Regions from separate parts of the Rattus norvegicus genome. Here region 2 is linked to region 1. The links are chromatin contacts, called in public Hi-C maps. All regions are on one chromosome and are shown on one strand. The core of a region is the stretch at or near the end of the contact, and the rest is flanking DNA. Distances in the headings are between cores, read along the strand shown. Region 1 overlaps Pebp4 (phosphatidylethanolamine binding protein 4). Region 2 has its middle 3.9 kb from the start of Bin3.

Region 1 (4,294 bases), core at 1,259-3,758:
GAGAGAAGAAAAAGAAAGTTCTTACATGTGGTGTGTTCATGTCACCTTTTCCCCCACTTTACAAATTTGGCCACCATCATTGTGATGGAGTCCCTTGCCACTCAGGTCTCAGCCTGAAATGTTTCATCTGATAAGTCGGAGTCTCCTGCCACACAGGGAATGATCACAGGGGGGCCAGATGATAGATAAGTGGGCAGGTGGATGACAGTCACTAAGTAGGCACAAAAGGCCCAAGTTCATCCTCATTGATGGCCTTAGAAGCAGACTGCCTGGCAAATTTGAGGGATCTGATGACTTATGGTCCTCATATGGCTTCAACTAAGATCAACCAGTGTTTGATCAACCACACACACACACACACACACACACACACACACACACACACACACACACACCTCTTCCAAGGCCATGTTCCTATTCTGCCAGCCCACCAATGGTTGGTGGCCTCTCTTCCCGCTCTGTATTTCATAGAACAGACAAATCCATAGGCACACATCTACCTGGATTTTTCTAATAATTCTTCAAGCTAGGGAAGTCCTAGGGTCTTGAGGATGTCCTTGTGTGTCAGACTTATGCATTTCAAGGCAACTGGGGCTGGGAAGGCAGGAATGGGGCTTCAATTCTGGCCATACCCCAGAGCACAGCCTCAAGCGGGTACAGTGGCATCCTTAGGCTTCTGAGCCACGGTTCTCTACCTCTGTTATCTTACTCACAGGATCTCGGTCCAGGGTGGTCACCTTGACCCACCTGGGAGCAGGGACCTTGACTTCAGAGCCCCCACAGCATGGATCCCCTGAGACTAATTTCACAACCCAGCACCGAGTTTACTACACGTTTCAGATGAAGGTGTGTCAGAGCCGAGAGCATGCTTCTGCCCGCTGTGTGGGCGTCAAGTTCAATGCCTTCTTGTCAACACTTGAATGTGTTGAACATCACTCACAAGGGCATTCTTTAAGAAACCTATTAAGTTAATTACCCAGGCATTTTCCCTCTCTCCCCCTATCCATGCATCTCACATAAGGCACACACACACACACACACACACACACACACACACACACACACACACACACAGATGCAAAAAAATTGGCTTTCTTCCTTTCTGAGATACTTTTGATGTAACTCCTCTCTTTTTGGCACAATAGCATCTTGTTTATTTCTCCAACAGTTAGTCAGGGTAGCTACACTACACAGACCCACTCCTTCACTCAAATCTCAGGACCAAATGCAGCTAAGACAGGGTTTGTGACCCAAGAGATGGAGGAGTGGTTTGCCTGCTATCCTCATTTCTAGCTAACTTCCCTCAAAAGTGGTAATGAGGAGGATGAGAACAGCAAGAATGACACAAGAGTCCTCCAAGAGATGCAAGTCCATTGGCAAGCATTTTCTCAAAGCAGCCCTGTGCCCAGGGTTTCTGTAAGAAGACAGCACTCCACTCAAAGCATTGTCTCATTAGAGATTATCAAACCAAGTAGGGAGGTCAAGAGATCTGGGTTCTAGAACCTTTCTGCTATGGACATCTGGTCCTTAGATGCCTGGGTCATGAATGTGTCCCTTTGTTGAATGCGGGAGTGGCCCTAGATCATCAGTTATGGCCCTATGATCCCCAGTCATGGGGCTGCTGTTCACTACTCATCTGTGCCTGCACAACTACCTACAGATGGGGAGGGGTCAATCAAGGGGAGGGGAAGGGAGGCAGTGTTCAGACTATACATAGAAACCACCTGGAAAAGTTCATCTATATGCTGTGCTAGATGAATGGCTGTAACCCTGAGTGATGACGCTTCTGGACAGGGAGACAGGCAAAGTTAAAGCCTGTGGCAGACAAGGCTCTCTGGCTCTAACAGGTAGCTTTGATATTTGTGCTGCCATGACACAGATGGGAACTTTGCGTATTTGAATGGAAAGCAGAAAGAGCAAAAAGAAGGGACTATAGAGACCTAAAAGGAGGTATCAAGCAGCCAGACCTCAACCTTACTGTATCAGATGATATTGAGACCACTGGCTTTGAAAAGAGAGCAACACCCCATAGTTTTCTTATAAATACCCTACATAACCCAAAACCTCAACTTTCTACCTACAAGGAAGCAAAAACACTGCAGGGAAAATAAAAGATGCTGCAAGAGGATGCTGGAAGATGCACTCTCTCCTGTACCCATACCCATCTTGGTCTTCTGACCACAGCCTGTTATTCCCCTAGTCACAAGAAACTATCTCAACTCTCAGTCAGAAGTTCTCGAATCACAGGGTTCAAGGGACCCTAGGGACCTACCTTCCTTTCCCTACCCCTGGGTAGCCCTTCTCCTAAGCCACTCAAGCCTTTAATGGCCTGTCCTGTTCTGGAGTGTGTGGAAATGGCCTGTATGTCTGGGCACATTGGGAACCTTGGACCTTTCGAAGGCCTTGATTTCCTCAGGATGCTTTTGTTCCTAAGGGAACCACAAGACTATCTACAGTCACTCCCACCCTTCCCCCTGCCTTCCCTCTGATTCAGGGCTGATGAAAGCCTGGTCATTTCTGACTCACACCCCATCTCTCCACATGCCCCTAGAGACCACTTCCATCTATGTAAGGTCTAGGGGAGTATCGTTGGAAGTGCGGAAAAGAGCTGGCTGAGGCCAAGGACTTGACCCTGAGCACCTCAAGGTTGGAAAATTGAGCTCACAAGCCCTCACTGCCTTCTCCCCTAAGGCATCTAGCACAGTTTCACTCTGATGCAATACTCTGACAGGCAGGTTCTATGACATAGGAAACTGGAGGCCTAGACACCTTCTCTGGGAGGAAGAGAGAAGCCTCTGTTGCTGTCCAGACTTTGGCCATGCTTCATCTAATGCTCATTTCTGGAACTTTTTCCCCTAACATAGGGCCCTTCCCTCAGTGATTTAGCAGACCTCAGTCCTAGACTGGGAACATGCCCCACACCCAAGCAGCCTGACACAGCTCTCTGTCAGGGATCATCCTTCCTCTAGGTCTGAGAAGACCTATGGGCAGAGGCTTTGCAAAAGAAAGAGAAAGAAAGAAAGAAAGAAAGAAAGAAAGAAAGAAAGAAAGAAAGAAAGAAAGAAAGAAAGAAAAAAGAAAGAAAGGAGAAGGAAGAAAGAAAGAAAGAAAGAAAGGAAAGAGAAGGAAGAAAGAAAGGAAGAAAGAAAGAAAGGAAGGAAGGAAGAGAAAAAGGTATTGCAGCAAAGTATGATGTGATAATTTTCTCCCTTCCCTATACCTCTCTACATAAAGTATACACATATCTGTAGAAGCTCATGTTTGCTTAAGTTGACTTGGGACTTAAGTATTTCATAAAGCCAGGGCCCCAAGTATCAGAATCCTTCACCCAAACTGGGATTCCTGCCTAATTGCACACATGCACACACACATAAACACAGACACAGACACACACACACACACACACACACACACACACACACCCTTAGCACTAGGCTATGGCTCTTTGGGATAGCATGTTCAATGACTGTGTGCACACACTCACACATTCCCTGAGAAAGCCCCTGAGGCCTCTGTAGGAAGACTTTCCGGGAGACATTTATGGTTAAAGAGGAAGTCTGAGCACTCTGCAGCAAACAACCCAGGCCAGAGAACCTGCAGATGCCTGCCAGGAGTGGAGTTAGGTCAAAACCATCTCACTAGCTCTGTAGATTTCAGTCCATTTCCTAGATTCATGCTGCTTTGTGACGCAGGCCTTGGTAGAAAACCACATGTAAACACATGGGTCAAATGACTTAGGCAAGGTCATCCATTACCAAGGCCAGCACCTCGACCTCTGCACCCTCTCAGGTGTCCTGGGTTTGGAGGGAGAGCCAGACAAAGTCACTGAGGTGGGGTGGGACAGTGCAGAGGACCCTCCCAGAATGTCTTGGGACCAGTGCGCGCGCACACACACACACACACACACACACACACACTGAGTTCTGATGCCTAACGTAGTAACTACCAGATCCAAGTGATTCTTTCCATTTAGATGAAGTAAAATGAAGTCATCTTTGCTCCAAGTCCCTTCCTGGGTAGCACTAGTTCCCTGTCCAGTGCTGGATGAGAACATGGGGCCACAGTTACTCTGTAGGAGGGCACAAAGGAACACATTCTCACCATGGTAGAACACTGCAAAAGGCAAGGCTGACCTGGAGGGAGGTGAGTGGGAAACCTAGTTGCCTGAAGGATCTGTTCCTAGGTTGCAAGGGGTTGGAGGGTAATGCTGATAGGCTCCCAGCTCCACAAAAGAAGGACAGGAGGATGCAGCAGAAGAGAGGAGGAGAAAGGGAAGACCAAGAGAGGTAGAGGG
Region 2 (4,294 bases), core at 1,052-3,551, 66 kb after region 1:
ACAGCCAGGCCTGGAGCAAGGTCAGGTTAGGGCAGTCCTGCCCACACCCTGGCTTGCCACTCAGGGGACCTGCAAGGACTCCCTAGGAAGTTTACATGCCTCTGGGAGTTGGGTTCACCCGGAACATCCAATGGCTTCATCTGAGGGGGATGGGGCCCTAGTCAGGGACAAAAGTCTCAGAACTAATTCATTCTACCATTGTCAGCCCAAAACACAAGCTGTCTTCCGATATCAGGGAACTCCATTGCAAGCTGGCCAATGGGAGGTACAGTCACCAAGCAAGAGGAACTTTGACTGTCAGTCCACCTTCATCAGGACACTAAAGGCTTAGTGTTTGAGAGTAAATCTTCCATAAGTGCCATTTGCTTTTTTTTTTTTTCCCCTTTTTGTAATCGAAGGTAATTTAGACAGCCTAGGTTTAAATGTGTGCCCTCATGGTCAAAACTAGAGCCTTGGATAACTGGTTTAACCTTGATTTCTCCATCTATTAAAAAAACAAAAGGAGATAGAAAAACTGCATTGCTGAACTGCTATGCGGGGTTTTATTATCTAATAGATATAGAATGACTTCGTTGCCTGGTGCTACCAAGACTCTCCAATGGTAATTATGGTTATTGGGAACTGTAGAAGGCACAGCAGGGGTGGGGAGCTTCCTGACACCAGCCTAAAGATACTCAGAAAAGCAAAAGCAGGAGAGATTCCTAGATACTGCCTGGTAACATAGTGGCTCTCGACCTGTGGGTCACAACGCCTCTGCTGATCAAACAACCCTTTCACAGGGATCACATAGCAAGTTTCTTGCATACCAGATATTTACATTACAGTTCATAACTAGCAAAATTACAGCTAGAAAGTAGCAACAAAGATAATTTTATGCTGAGGGGCTCACCATACGAAGGTCACAGCATTAGGAAGGTTGAGAACCACTGTTCTAAGAATAGCTGCTTCTATCTCTTTGAACTCTATTCACTCCAAAGTAGTGCCTTGTAAGCTCTGGAAGCCAGAGTATACCTAGCACTTGCGGATGTTAAATGTCCCAAACCGATTCCGTGTTTGCAATGAATGTGTAGCCGAAACCCTGCTCCTAGGAGAAGTTGGATGAATGTTTTGTTTCTGCCTTTTCCAGTATTTTTAGCATTTAAAAATTATGTGTATCCAAGTATTTTAAATTCTTCACGCTAGTATACACAGTCCTACTATGTGAAAGGCCATTCAGAATGGGAGGAAAGGGCTATAAAACTCTGCCAAGGGGCCAAAGTCACCCCAATCCCTGATGAGAGGCCCTTACCACAGGGCCCAAAGTTGCTCCCCTGGACCAATAGGCCAGAGCAGGAGAATGTCCTAGCCCTATAGTTTCACAGCAACAAGGTAGGAGCAGAAAAAAAATCAGATAAAAGCAGCCAAACACAGCAAATACTGCTCCTTGGGAACAGAGAAGGGTGCTATTCCAAAGAATAGTATGTGAGTGCTGCCTCTTCTGACAGCAAATTCCAGCTCCACATGAAGGCTTCAGGGCCCCATCCAGGGACAGTTGTTAGTCCTACTCTGTGTCACTTTAACAGCATTCCCACCAGGGTCCCCCCCCCCCTCAGGAGCCCTGTCTTTAATGGTTTACCTACATTTCCCATTCCCAGTGTACTCTGGACCTACCTGGGGAAATTGGTCTCTCAGGGCCAGCTGGCCATGGCTTAATACTGTCCTGATAGTTATCTACAGTGAGGACCTACTGCTGTGGGTTGACCCCTACCTCAGGGGTCTCCCCTGACCTCATCTGGCACCTCACACTCCAGTGCCTGGGGATCATCCAAAGGGGATTGTTTTGTTCCTGATATCCTCCCCCCCCCCAACTCACTCACTCATCTCTTCCCTGGGCCTGTGAGCTAATTGGAGAGAAGGAGGGGGAGGAGGGGGACGCTGCTCGCCTTCCCCGTTATCTGCAGCAATCCTGGGTGACTAATGCTCCCAGTTGGTGAAAAGGCAGTGTAATCAAAACACTTTTTTTTTAGTCCTTAAACTTAGTCATTCTTCCAGAGTGGAGGAAGGGGGGGGGGGAGCCCACAGCAAGCACCATGAAATGCAAACTGAGAGGCTCCCACTGCTAGGTGGAATCAAAGCATTGGCTCCGGGGGCTCCCTGCAGATCTAAGGTCTGCTGCGGCCCTACTCCTTGGTGCCCTGGCTAAACTTCCTCTGCATCTTTGTTTGCCTTGGCTTCCCTTGGCATCTGGGTTATGGGCTCCCTGAAGGTCTTCCAGGCTGAGTCAGGAGGTGCCCTTTGCTCTCACCCTACCAGGTGCTGCCATCTGCTGGTGCCAGCTTTCCAAAGGGCAGGAAGCATTAAAGTGCTCTTAGTTACGGGCTTTGGTAATAGGCTGGCCCTTCAGTACTCATGCTGCTTCTGGCTCCAAATGCTGGCCTGAGAGCCTACTGCACCTCAACAGAGCTAAAGACAGTCAGAAGGTGGCAAGAACTTTGGAAGTCATTAAGGAGAAGTGATATACTCAAGTGGAAAAAAAAAAAGCAGAATTGGAGCTAGGTTACCCAGGTTGGGATTCTTCTTCATCACTCCATGGCTGTGCTTCATACCTGTAAAGATGGCATCAGTGATAGCATCACCTACATCACAGCATTGTTGTAAGGATTAAATATTGGTTACCTAGACAAGTGCATGGTATGGCATGCATAGTTGATTGATTATTAACTATTTGTCAGAATAACAAAATAAGATGGCACACATACCATCTTAGCCCCTTTGCTCATTCATGGCAGACATTACTAATCCATCACAGAATGTCTTCATCAGACTCACAGAGTGAGTTCCCAGAATCCTCAATATAGTAGTCTAGACAGCTAGTAATAAACAGTCAAAATTGGCACATGGAATGACACTCATTTGTCAAACCTGATTTAGACTGTGGTCAAGGAAGATGAAGCCCATTGGAAGAAATAAGTAACTCTTAACCCCTTGGAGGCAAAGCCAAAGCCTAGTAGAGATTCCTCATCCAGTCACTTGCTGTTTGTCATCCTGGCTTGAGATATGACTTTTAAGTAGCCAATGTGGGCTTCCCATTCTCCACAAAATTTTACTCTGACACCCTCATCTTCTGTCACCCTAGCTTGCCATTTCATACCATTGGCTCTTGGCTTCTTGGGGAACTCTGATTTAGTGGTACCCTTCTAAGCAATTGAAAAGCATGGAGAAGCAAGCTGAGGTCCATGGAGAACATTGAAGGCCTGGATCTTGGTCCATTTCAGGAGCCTCCATGAGGCTTTGTGAAAGAGTTGGGCCATCCCTAAACTTCATATTGGAAAGGCTAGGACAAAGCAAGATGTAACATATTCTGAGACACCCCCCCCCCAGAGCATTTGTATATAAGTTCCTGAGTTAAAGACTCTGAGGAGAGGTTGGGGCAATAATAGATCTGTTCCTCTATAGCTTTGCTCATTAAACAGACCTCTGCCATCTGCCATCTGGGGAAGAAGCAATATTTACCAGGTTTTCAGTCAGGAGCATCACCTCTGCCTGAAGCCCTTCCAGTCTCAGCTTCTACTTATAAACCAACCTTGCTCCTTTCCATCCCTGAAGAGGCAGGATCAACCTGTATTATACTGTTCTTTGGTTATAGAAAGGCAAGACACAGATTGTAGTTCTGCAGACCATGTGCGCTAGGTGGGTTCCTGTGCACAGCTACCTAGGGAGGAGTACCACTCACTCACCCGGAGGGTCACAGAGAGAAGCTTCTAGGTGTGCAGAACATGAAGGAACCTGACTATCCACCCTATGCCTAAGGTCCTGCTTGCTGAAAGGAAGGAAGGCCATGCTGAGTTCAGAGACTTCCAGACACTTCCCAGACAGACCCTGGGAAGCCAACAATCTCCCCAGTAACCTAGAAGGTCTTGCTGATTATGTTAAAAGTCTGAGGTCGGCAATAAGCAAAGAGTCCCAGTTAGGCCTCAGACTGAATCCTTTTCTCTCTAAAGATTCATATTTAGCTTCATCCTCAGACATCAACAATTGCTCAGACCTGCTCATTTCTCTGGTCTTGTCTCTGTTCGGGTCCTGTCTCCTCTGTCCCATTTCCCAAGAGCCTCTAGCTCAGTGGTTCTCAAGCTATGATAGGTCTGACCCCTTTGCAGGTCCTGCACATCAGACATTTACATTATAATTCATAACAGTCGCAAAATTACAGTTTTGAAATAGCAACAAAAATCATTTTATGGTTGTAGGTCGCCGCCACAACAGGAAGAACTGTATTAAAGCATTAGGAAGGTTGAGAACCAATATAACAGTGCAC

What was found. Hi-C and Micro-C count contacts between places; a contact is called where the count stands out from the background.
Region 2: a Hi-C map of the A7r5 cell line shows a contact between it and region 1, with 2.9 times the contacts expected there. The contact joins two enhancer-like sites. A contact is called at or near these places in 6 of 12 Hi-C or Micro-C datasets (the A7r5 cell line, the Rat2 cell line, kidney and 3 more).

The regions. Positions count from the first base shown.
Region 1 is chr15:51,511,218-51,515,511 of GRCr8, forward strand. All of the region lies in intron 3 of Pebp4 (phosphatidylethanolamine binding protein 4), which reads left to right. Among named protein-coding and RNA genes, the nearest start is that of Egr3, 47 kb to the right of the region's middle. Within about 2 kb of position 2,509, at least 7 of the 93 cell types and tissues checked have an H3K27ac peak or open chromatin away from gene starts, as enhancers often do. A contact at or near this core is called in the A7r5 cell line, where this site is marked.
Region 2 is chr15:51,577,405-51,581,698 of GRCr8, forward strand. No RefSeq gene overlaps it. Among named protein-coding and RNA genes, the nearest start is that of Bin3, 3.9 kb to the right of the region's middle. Within about 2 kb of position 2,302, at least 14 of the 93 cell types and tissues checked have an H3K27ac peak or open chromatin away from gene starts, as enhancers often do. A contact at or near this core is called in the A7r5 cell line, where this site is marked.